Regions from separate parts of the Mus musculus genome. Here all the other regions are linked to region 2. The links are chromatin contacts, called in public HiChIP or PLAC-seq maps. All regions are on one chromosome and are shown on one strand. The core of a region is the stretch at or near the end of the contact, and the rest is flanking DNA. Distances in the headings are between cores, read along the strand shown. Region 1 has its middle 14 kb from the start of Gm32356. Region 2 holds the start of Fgf12 (fibroblast growth factor 12). Region 3 has its middle 57 kb from the start of Gm32356.

Region 1 (2,700 bases), core at 37-2,536, 990 kb after region 2:
TATTTCTCCTGAATCATTTGTTTGGCATTATCAGAAGTGATGATGTTGAATATACTTTTAAAATATCCAAGGACATGGACAGAGTGACACAGAATTGGTAGAGATGAAAGATATACAGAAAGAGGCAGAAGAAAAGGGGGTCTGTGAATTCATGAGAATATAGAAACAGAAAGGGGAGCTGTGGCTAAATGGGTACATAAATAGCAGCAGAAAAAAATGGGAGCAAAGAATCATATAGACACAGGAAGAGAAATGTGGATGATACAAACATAGAAGCAGAGATAAATGGGAGAAGTGATGCATAACATATAAATACATGGAAACAGAAGTAGATGGGTGAAATATACATAGGTAGATAGCTATAGATAGAAAAATAAGCAAAGAAATAAAACATAGGGACAAAGATAGTTAAATTTAGGGCTAACATAGGTACCTAGATATAGAGAGTTGAAATTCTTTGTTGTATATCAATTTACTAATTATAAAAATTTACTTCATAATTATTTATGATACCTAACTCTATCAAAGTTTTCAAAATCAGAAATATTCTGTATGTAGCTTCTATAAATCCACAGAATTTCTTCCCTCTCTTTAGTTACCATTATTGAATTTTCTTATTATAGGCAATTGTATATCATTATTTATTATATATAAATATGAACATCATCCTTCTACTCAACTCTCGGATATGTGATAGAAACTCCATCTATTTTTCCAGTATACCCTGCAGATTATTATGCAACTAAGATATTCCTCAGTAGTTTGTATGGCTAACGGATATTTGATAGCATATTTTCTAATTTTTATGTAAAGTAATAAAATCAAGTTTCACTCATGAATACACAGAATATAGTTTTCCTAAAACAAAGTACCAAGAATGGCCCTTAGCTGTAGCACAGCTGAGTTCCTATCTTCACAGAGAATTACAAAAGCATGCGTCTGTCAGAATTAACAGTGTAACTCTTAGAAACTACCAGTGAATGAGCCCCTAATTGACTACACAATATAAAGCTGCCAACCCTAAAGTCATATATACAGAAGCAACACTGAATCTATTGGGGTAGGGAGGATTCATGTTTCTGTAATACCCAGCTGCTTTTGTTTTGTTTGCATGTCAAAGCATGAAACCCAGATACAATAACACTAGTTATTTCCTCCCCTAAAATGAAGGAGAAATGTACCTACATGTATTTTAATGCTAATCGGGTCTCCTAAAACTGTTTGCACACGAGGGTCTGCATGTATTTTCTTGGAACCTGTCCCCACTTAATTCTGATTGGTAAATAAAGTTGTCAGCAGCCAATAGCTGGAGAAGAGAGACATAGGCAGGGTTTAGCTGCCCATGGGGTAGAGAAGCAAGGAGTATGCCCTGGGCTCTGGGCCAAGAAAATGGCCCAAATGGCTGACTGGATTTAGGAGCAGCCAAGACATAGAAATCAGTAACTAGGAACTCAGAGTACAGTGGGAGGTAGATGCTAACAGCATGGAGGGCAGGCAGTTGACCAGTCAGCACGCTGCTTAAGGTATATTAAAGTATAAAGGCTATGTCTGGGTATGTGTGTCTTTCATTTGGGAACATAAAACACTGAGGTGGGTAGTAACTCCATGCTGGGATTTATTAATAAATTATACTGCAGTGAAATCATTTCAAACTCTTAATCCTAGTTTGGAAGTTCAAAGTTCTGCTAAGTCTCAGGTGTGGGGCACCACCTTACACAAATTAGAGATGCTTTTATGATTTACATTTTGAACTTTTTGAAATTTCTCTGTGCATGTTGCTTGTGTTTAACCCAAAAGCACAAAAGTGACAAGATTCTGCTAGTATTTTGAAAATATTTATTGGTACCATTTTATCAAAAGAAAAAAAAAATAAAAATTGCTTTGATGTCCTTGGTGATTTGGTAAATATGAGACTATATCTGATTTAATATATGGATGACTTTAAGATACAACGAGAGTATTTGACTTCGTATACATCCCACATCTGCAGAGGGATGTCAACACTCACAATGACCTGGACCTTCTCACAATAATTGTGAATCAAACAAATGCTCCCATCAGGGACTTGCCTAAGGATAATCTGATGGGGACATTTCCTCAGTCAAGGCCTCTCTTCTTAGCTGACTGTAGTGTCTGTCAGGTTGACAAAAAGTGAACCAGTATAATTTCCTATTAGATTTGCTGGAGAAGAAATTAACTGCAGAGGATCCCCAGGGGTATTTAACAGTAAAGTCAGTAGTAACCGAAAAAGCATTGGGCTTTTAAAAGATTTCTGAACGCTTTTATACCAGTTGTCTAGACAGTAAGATTAAAGGACAACTCTTACATGGATAAAATACTGTCGAGATGTTAGTGAGCTGATGGTTCCATTTCCTCACAACTCACTTATGTTTCAACAAGACAGGGTGATTTGTACTGAGACAAGTTTAGTCATGAGGGTTACTGTGTGAACCTTCACAGAATGTATCACCTCTGTCAACAAACATCACACACAAAATAGAGGTACTTTTATGACTTACATTCTGAACTATTTGTTGAAATTTTTACTCTACAGTGTACTGGTATGCATTAAGTTCAACTAAAGAACATGGTGAGCCATAAAATTTTACTAGTATCTACAAAAACCTAGTGGTGCTCTCTTATATATAAAAAGTAATATATGTATGTATGTATGTATGTATATATGCTGTAACTCTCTCA
Region 2 (2,700 bases), core at 94-2,593:
GATGGCACCTCTGTTTCCTGCACCATTCTCTTCTCTGCTCACCCAGGGTCCTTCAACAAGCCAGTGGATGTGTGTGCTTCTCTTGGGGGTGGGGGGTGGGGTGGGTAGGGACTGGACACAGCAGACCCAGGCTGCAGTTCCCTCACTCTGCCTCTGTGAATTTCTCATCCAAACCTCAATCACGTAGGATTGCGTAGAGAGGAGAAAAGGGGAGAGACAGAGACAGAGAGGGGGGAGAAGGGTGTCGGGGGGGGGGGTGGAGGAAGGAGAGAGTCTGGGAGCAGTGGGCGCGAGAAAAGGGAGCAAGACTCAAGCGCGGCTCTTTCCAGCTCTCCACAAGCCCAGCCCCTAATTCAGTCCCACCAGGAAAGCTTCCCAGCTCCTTAAGAGCCAGAGTAACTCCAACCTCTGCTTGCTCCCTGTCCCACTCGCCTTCTCAGAGGCTGCTGTCGGCTCTGCCTGGAGTTTCCTGCGGAGCTAGCGCTTTGGGGGAGACAGCCCGCGGCGGCGCCCCGAGCTTCTGCCCATGAATGGGACTCCGCCCTGAGCGCCCCCTCCCGGTCTAGGGGAGGCGGCGGGGGGCGCCCCGCGATCCCGCGGCTCCCAGCCGCCGCCAGCGCAGCAAGTTGGGCTAGTTGGTGGCCGCCGGCACCTGCCTCCTGTCCCCGGCCCCAGAGTCCGCTCCCGGCCCGGGGAGTCCAGGTGGCACGCGCGGCTACCTCCCGCAGTCTCCCAGGGCGGCCTAGGGAACCTGCCTGCGCCCGGGCACCAGACCATGGTGGGCAGCTGCGACCCAGAGCCGCAGCCGCCGCGAGCCGACGTCGCCCTCCACCAGCCCCCGCCCCACCCGAGCGGACGCGCGGGGGCTCGCAGCGCGCGGTCACTTCCTTCCACGGCCGGGATGGGCGGCGCGGGACCGAGCGAGCGGCCCAGCGGCGGCCGGGTAACCCCTATCTGAGCTGCGGCCGGGAGCTGTCGACCGCCGGGGCGTGTGAGCCTGGGGTCCCGGAGGCGCGGCGATGACCTGATCCCAAGTCCGCCAGGGCGCCCGTCCCTCGCTGCCCAGGTCGCTCGGAGCCTGTGCGGAGACCGGCTTGGTGCGGCGGCTCGGGCGCACGGTGGCAGGGAGCTCCGGTGAAAGGCGTGTGGGCGCCGAGCTGGGGAGGACACCTTCGGCAGCTTTGCCTTTGGAGGGGCTTCTGTAAACTACTGAGTCATTCCAGATTTAGGATTTCCTAAATAATCACCAACTGTGCCCGTCTCATGCCGGAACGCAGGCAGTGAGAGCGGGAGCGCCTGCTCTCGGGACCCCGCGGATCCCCGGGGTGCTTGGCCCTCGAGGATCTCCCTCTCTCCCTCCCCCTCCCTCGTCTCCCGCTCTCTTTGCAGTGCTGCTGGAGGAGAGGCGCGCTCACCGCAGCTGGAAACAGCTGCACCCCCCCTCCCGCCCCGCCCCGCGCCCCTACCCCGAGTCTGGTTAACCGCTCCCACTTCTCGCCTCTTGGAATTCTAGAAGTGGGGGTGCCGGCCCCCGGAGAACCGCAGCCGGTGCGATGCATTTCGTAGACCTCACCCAGCTGGGACGGACCTCCTAATCTTCAGAACCGCGGGCCACAGGGAGTTAAATTGCTGCCTTCCTCTTCTCTGTCGCGGTTGGTGGTTCGTTTTCTAAAGGAACGTTTTATTCACTTTTTACTATATATATTTTTAAGCTGGGGGCTCGCTTCTAGCCTCGGTCCAGACTCTGCCTTGTAAACGGGTTTCTATGTATATATGTGTAGGTATACTTTGGACACCTTACAACGCTTGCGCCTCTCCAACCGGGGCACAGCTTGTTATTTTGGACATCTTTTCCCCCCTTTCCACTTGGTACCCTGAACGCAGTGTGACCAAACTCCCTACTGCCCTTTGGACGTGGATCGCTTTGGGGTGCAAGTTTGGGGTGCAAACGTCTACTTCGCAAGAAGGCCTGGGACCGCCCCGCCCCCGCCGCCAGTGGTTGGGGAAGTTTACATCCGGATTTTCACACGTTTTGTTGCCACTGCCCAGACTCTGACTAACCTTGTGGGCTCCAGGTTTTCGATACTGCAACCTCCTCAAATATTAGCACTGCCTCCCCGCGCCTGTCCTATTCCTCCAGGCCCCCGAGGTCCTGCCCTCATCCCGGCGGAGCAGGAACCCGAGGGCGCAGTGGAGCCCGGGGCCTCGGGCCCGCGCTGAGCAGCTATGGCTGCGGCGATAGCCAGCTCCTTGATCCGGCAGAAGCGGCAGGCGAGGGAGTCCAACAGCGACCGGGTGTCGGCCTCCAAGCGCCGCTCCAGCCCCAGCAAAGACGGGCGCTCCCTGTGTGAGAGGCACGTCCTCGGGGTGTTCAGCAAAGTGCGCTTCTGCAGCGGCCGCAAGAGGCCAGTGAGGCGGAGACCAGGTTAGTAGCAGTCAAATCAGTGGGCTCCCCAGAGGCTGACGCCCCCCATCCCCTTCCTTCAAAGCTTCTGGGAATTGCTCATGGATGGGAATCAGAATTCCTTTCTTCCATGCTGGCCCACCTTCTTTCAACAACCCTGTGTCAGTTAATAGCTTGTCCCATATTCGGGAAAACACTTTCTGCTTTCATCCACCGACAGTCTAGTATGAGGGTCACTTGTATAGGTGCATCTGGGTTCCTTTATCTGGTAAAGCCCTGGAGGGCACTAGTTCGTT
Region 3 (2,700 bases), core at 133-2,632, 920 kb after region 2:
CTTGAGCATTTCCCGAAGCAAGACAATTCATGTCTTTTAAATGCAATGAAGTGCACCTTTCATGACATGCAAATCTTCTGTATATGTTCATAGTGAATAACTTTGGTGAAATTTAGGTGAAGTTTTGCCCAATGTACATTTTTCCAGGCTATTTTTCTTCAAACACCTAGGATTCTGGAATACTGATCTGTCTCTCTTTCCATTTTCTGACCTTCAGTTTCCTAAATATAATTACCTCCAACCTAAAAATCAGCCTGGGTCAAATCTTTACATGGAAAGAACAGAACCACAGTGCTCTAAGTAAAACCTATTTACTACGGCTGTCCTCAGTTGTCTAAATAAAGCTCCTATTGTTAAGTTTTTATAGAAGATATACAGCCACTTCTTTTTTAACCATGCTCTGGGTAGCTCTTTATTCTCCAACATTTGATAGTAGAAGAATAAACATGTATGATTATGTATACACAAGCATATGTAATTCAAAGGTGTGTCATGTGCATATAATAACATACTTAGTAAATGCATGTAAACATGCAACATGTATAGAAATAATACTCAAGCAGAGATTTCTATACAGATATTAGAGAACATACATCTTAGCCTTGGTTCTAACTAGGCTTACAACATTGCCTCTCATTTCTCGGCTGAGGCACACTCTGTATCCTATTCCTGATAGAATGGTCCATCTTCCCATCCTCAAGAACCCAGGTAGAACATTCCAGAAGCTTATCCCATCAGTCTCAACCAGCCCTGCAAAGTTCATAGAATGGCTATAAAAACACAGGGGAATCCTCCCTCCTGATTTCTTTCTCTGAGACCCCCAACCACACCCGTTAGCTGTACCGAGCTGCTACTGAAGGATTAGATGTCAACCTCACAAAATTGATTTATCATTGAAGATGATAACACACCTCGAATCTGTTCCAGGGCCTAGCATTTTGCTAGCAGCTAAAACACCTCTTAATGCACAGAGGTCCTTTCTATTACTTCAGTACAAAATAAATAAATAAATAAAAAATCCAAGTTAGAGACCAATTCCATTCCATGGGGCTTGAAAACTGTAAAAACATGAGCTATTGTCGTTATTTGAGAAACAAAGTTTAGTGCTGTGCAAAGAACACAGAGAAAGCTGCCCACGCGCATCCTGCCACCGTTGATTAGGAAGTTTTAATGCTATGTAAGAACACGGAGAGACATGATGAAGCCACAAGCAGGATCTGATTTCTATCACCGTGGGTAAACCAGCTTGCTCACTGTCATTTTACAAGATCTCTCTAGGCAGCAGGCAGGATGGAGCAGGCGACCTCTAAGTGTCCTTCCTCAGCCTGCAGCAGCAGTCAGACAAAGCCTGTGCCTTCTAACGCTGGCAGCCTGCAGGCGCTGAGCCAGAAGAACTCCTTGGTCCTCCCCTGGGAAGGGCTTCCCTGGCTGCTGAGCCAAGGAGGCTGCAGGCAGGAGCGGGGGCGGCTCTCCCACGCAGCTCCCCAGATACTAGGCTAGCGCTGCCTTCCCACCATCAATAATGTAGTCTTTTGTCAGCAATAAATTCCCTCCAAAATTAATGAAACAGCCCTTTTAAATTCTCCTGTCAGTGCCTCATGCAGCAGGGAGCTGGGCTAGGCTTCCTGCTCTCTAAATAAATATAAAAGCCTTATAAATTTTCTCAAGGCAGACTCTCACTTGCTGGGCCACGGTCTAATCTCCTCAGCTGCCTACAGAAGTCAGCAGCAAGATGGAAAACAGACTCCCTCTGTTATGCACACAGACTTCACAACCCAGTGCAGATATCTATCCATGTCTACCCTCCAGCTCATCTCCAGGCCAATTGAACTAGAGGCTAGCTAACACCTAGGACAGTGTATTGCAACCTACGGGTTGAAGAACCCTTTCACATGGCTCACGTAAGACCATTGGAAAACACAGATATTTACATTTTGACTCAAAACAGTTGCAACATTACTGTTATGAAGTAGCAACGAAATGATTTAATGCCTGGGGGTCACCACAACATGGGAAACTGTATTAAAGGGCCCCAGTATTTAGGAAGGGTGAGGACCACTGAATTCGGTCGGATACTGAAGCATGGATGCTTTAGATGTCTTCTATGCTAGCACCCCTCCTTCTCCAGCAAAACAAACTAAAGCTCAGATGAAGACATAGCACAGGTTATGGCTGACTGTCCTATATCATGAATTGGAGTGGCTCAAAATTGAATATAAATAGTGTCCTCAGAGAGCTAAAAATTGATGGTACCCAAGTACGGCCACTGATACTGTGGCTGCTGCTGCCTTTGCCACTCTGTGTCTACTTCACACAGCCATAGCCACTACGCATCAAGCTTCTAGATTCAAGACCCAGAAGCAGAAATGCTATGTTGGCAGAACTCAACAGTCTACTCTTGTAGGTTTCAACAGGAGCTTGCTGAACAACTGATTGGCCCACATAAGCAGCGGCCTTGCCCTGTAGAGAGAAACATGGACTTTAAACATAGAGTGCTCAGTCACTCTCCTGAGAAGGAGCATTGTAAATGAGGAGGTCTACACCTCAGTTCCTCAACTTAGAATTGCTTTCCTAATAGTATGTCTTACAGGTTGCTGTGGGGAAGGAAAATGAACTCAATACGAGCAAAGCACTCTGGGTAGTATTTGGAAAATGGCTGATAATACAAAAATATGGCTTCCTTAAATCACAAGGCTACTT

Evidence for each region. HiChIP or PLAC-seq counts read pairs in DNA pulled down with a chosen protein or histone mark.
Region 1: an H3K4me3 HiChIP or PLAC-seq map of embryonic basal ganglia shows a contact between it and region 2, with 5 times the contacts expected there. The contact joins the enhancer-like site here to the promoter of Fgf12 in region 2. A contact is called at or near these places in 4 of 39 promoter capture datasets (cranial neural crest, frontonasal cranial neural crest, maxillary cranial neural crest and 1 more), 2 of 484 Hi-C or Micro-C datasets (both in cerebral cortex), 11 of 115 datasets of contacts at active chromatin or transcription factors (SST interneurons, VIP interneurons, craniofacial prominence and 8 more) and 2 of 9 other capture datasets (embryonic tail and embryonic trunk).
Region 3: an H3K4me3 HiChIP or PLAC-seq map of neural tube shows a contact between it and region 2, with 7 times the contacts expected there. The contact joins the enhancer-like site here to the promoter of Fgf12 in region 2. A contact is called at or near these places in 5 of 39 promoter capture datasets (cranial neural crest, frontonasal cranial neural crest, hippocampal neurons and 2 more), 1 of 484 Hi-C or Micro-C datasets (cerebral cortex) and 10 of 115 datasets of contacts at active chromatin or transcription factors (SST interneurons, VIP interneurons, astrocytes and 6 more).

The regions. Positions count from the first base shown.
Region 1 is chr16:27,452,262-27,454,961 of GRCm38.p6, reverse strand. No RefSeq gene overlaps it. Among named protein-coding and RNA genes, the nearest start is that of Gm32356, 14 kb to the left of the region's middle. Within about 2 kb of position 1,286, at least 4 of the 459 cell types and tissues checked have an H3K27ac peak or open chromatin away from gene starts, as enhancers often do. A contact at or near this core is called in embryonic basal ganglia, where this site is marked.
Region 2 is chr16:28,444,718-28,447,417 of GRCm38.p6, reverse strand. It overlaps Fgf12 (fibroblast growth factor 12), which reads left to right and starts at 1,343. Exons shown (of 5, transcript NM_183064.5): 1 at 1,343-2,425. The coding sequence starts at 2,227.
Region 3 is chr16:27,522,678-27,525,377 of GRCm38.p6, reverse strand. No RefSeq gene overlaps it. Among named protein-coding and RNA genes, the nearest start is that of Gm32356, 57 kb to the right of the region's middle. Within about 2 kb of position 1,382, at least 85 of the 459 cell types and tissues checked have an H3K27ac peak or open chromatin away from gene starts, as enhancers often do. A contact at or near this core is called in SST interneurons, VIP interneurons, cerebral cortex and 5 more, where this site is marked.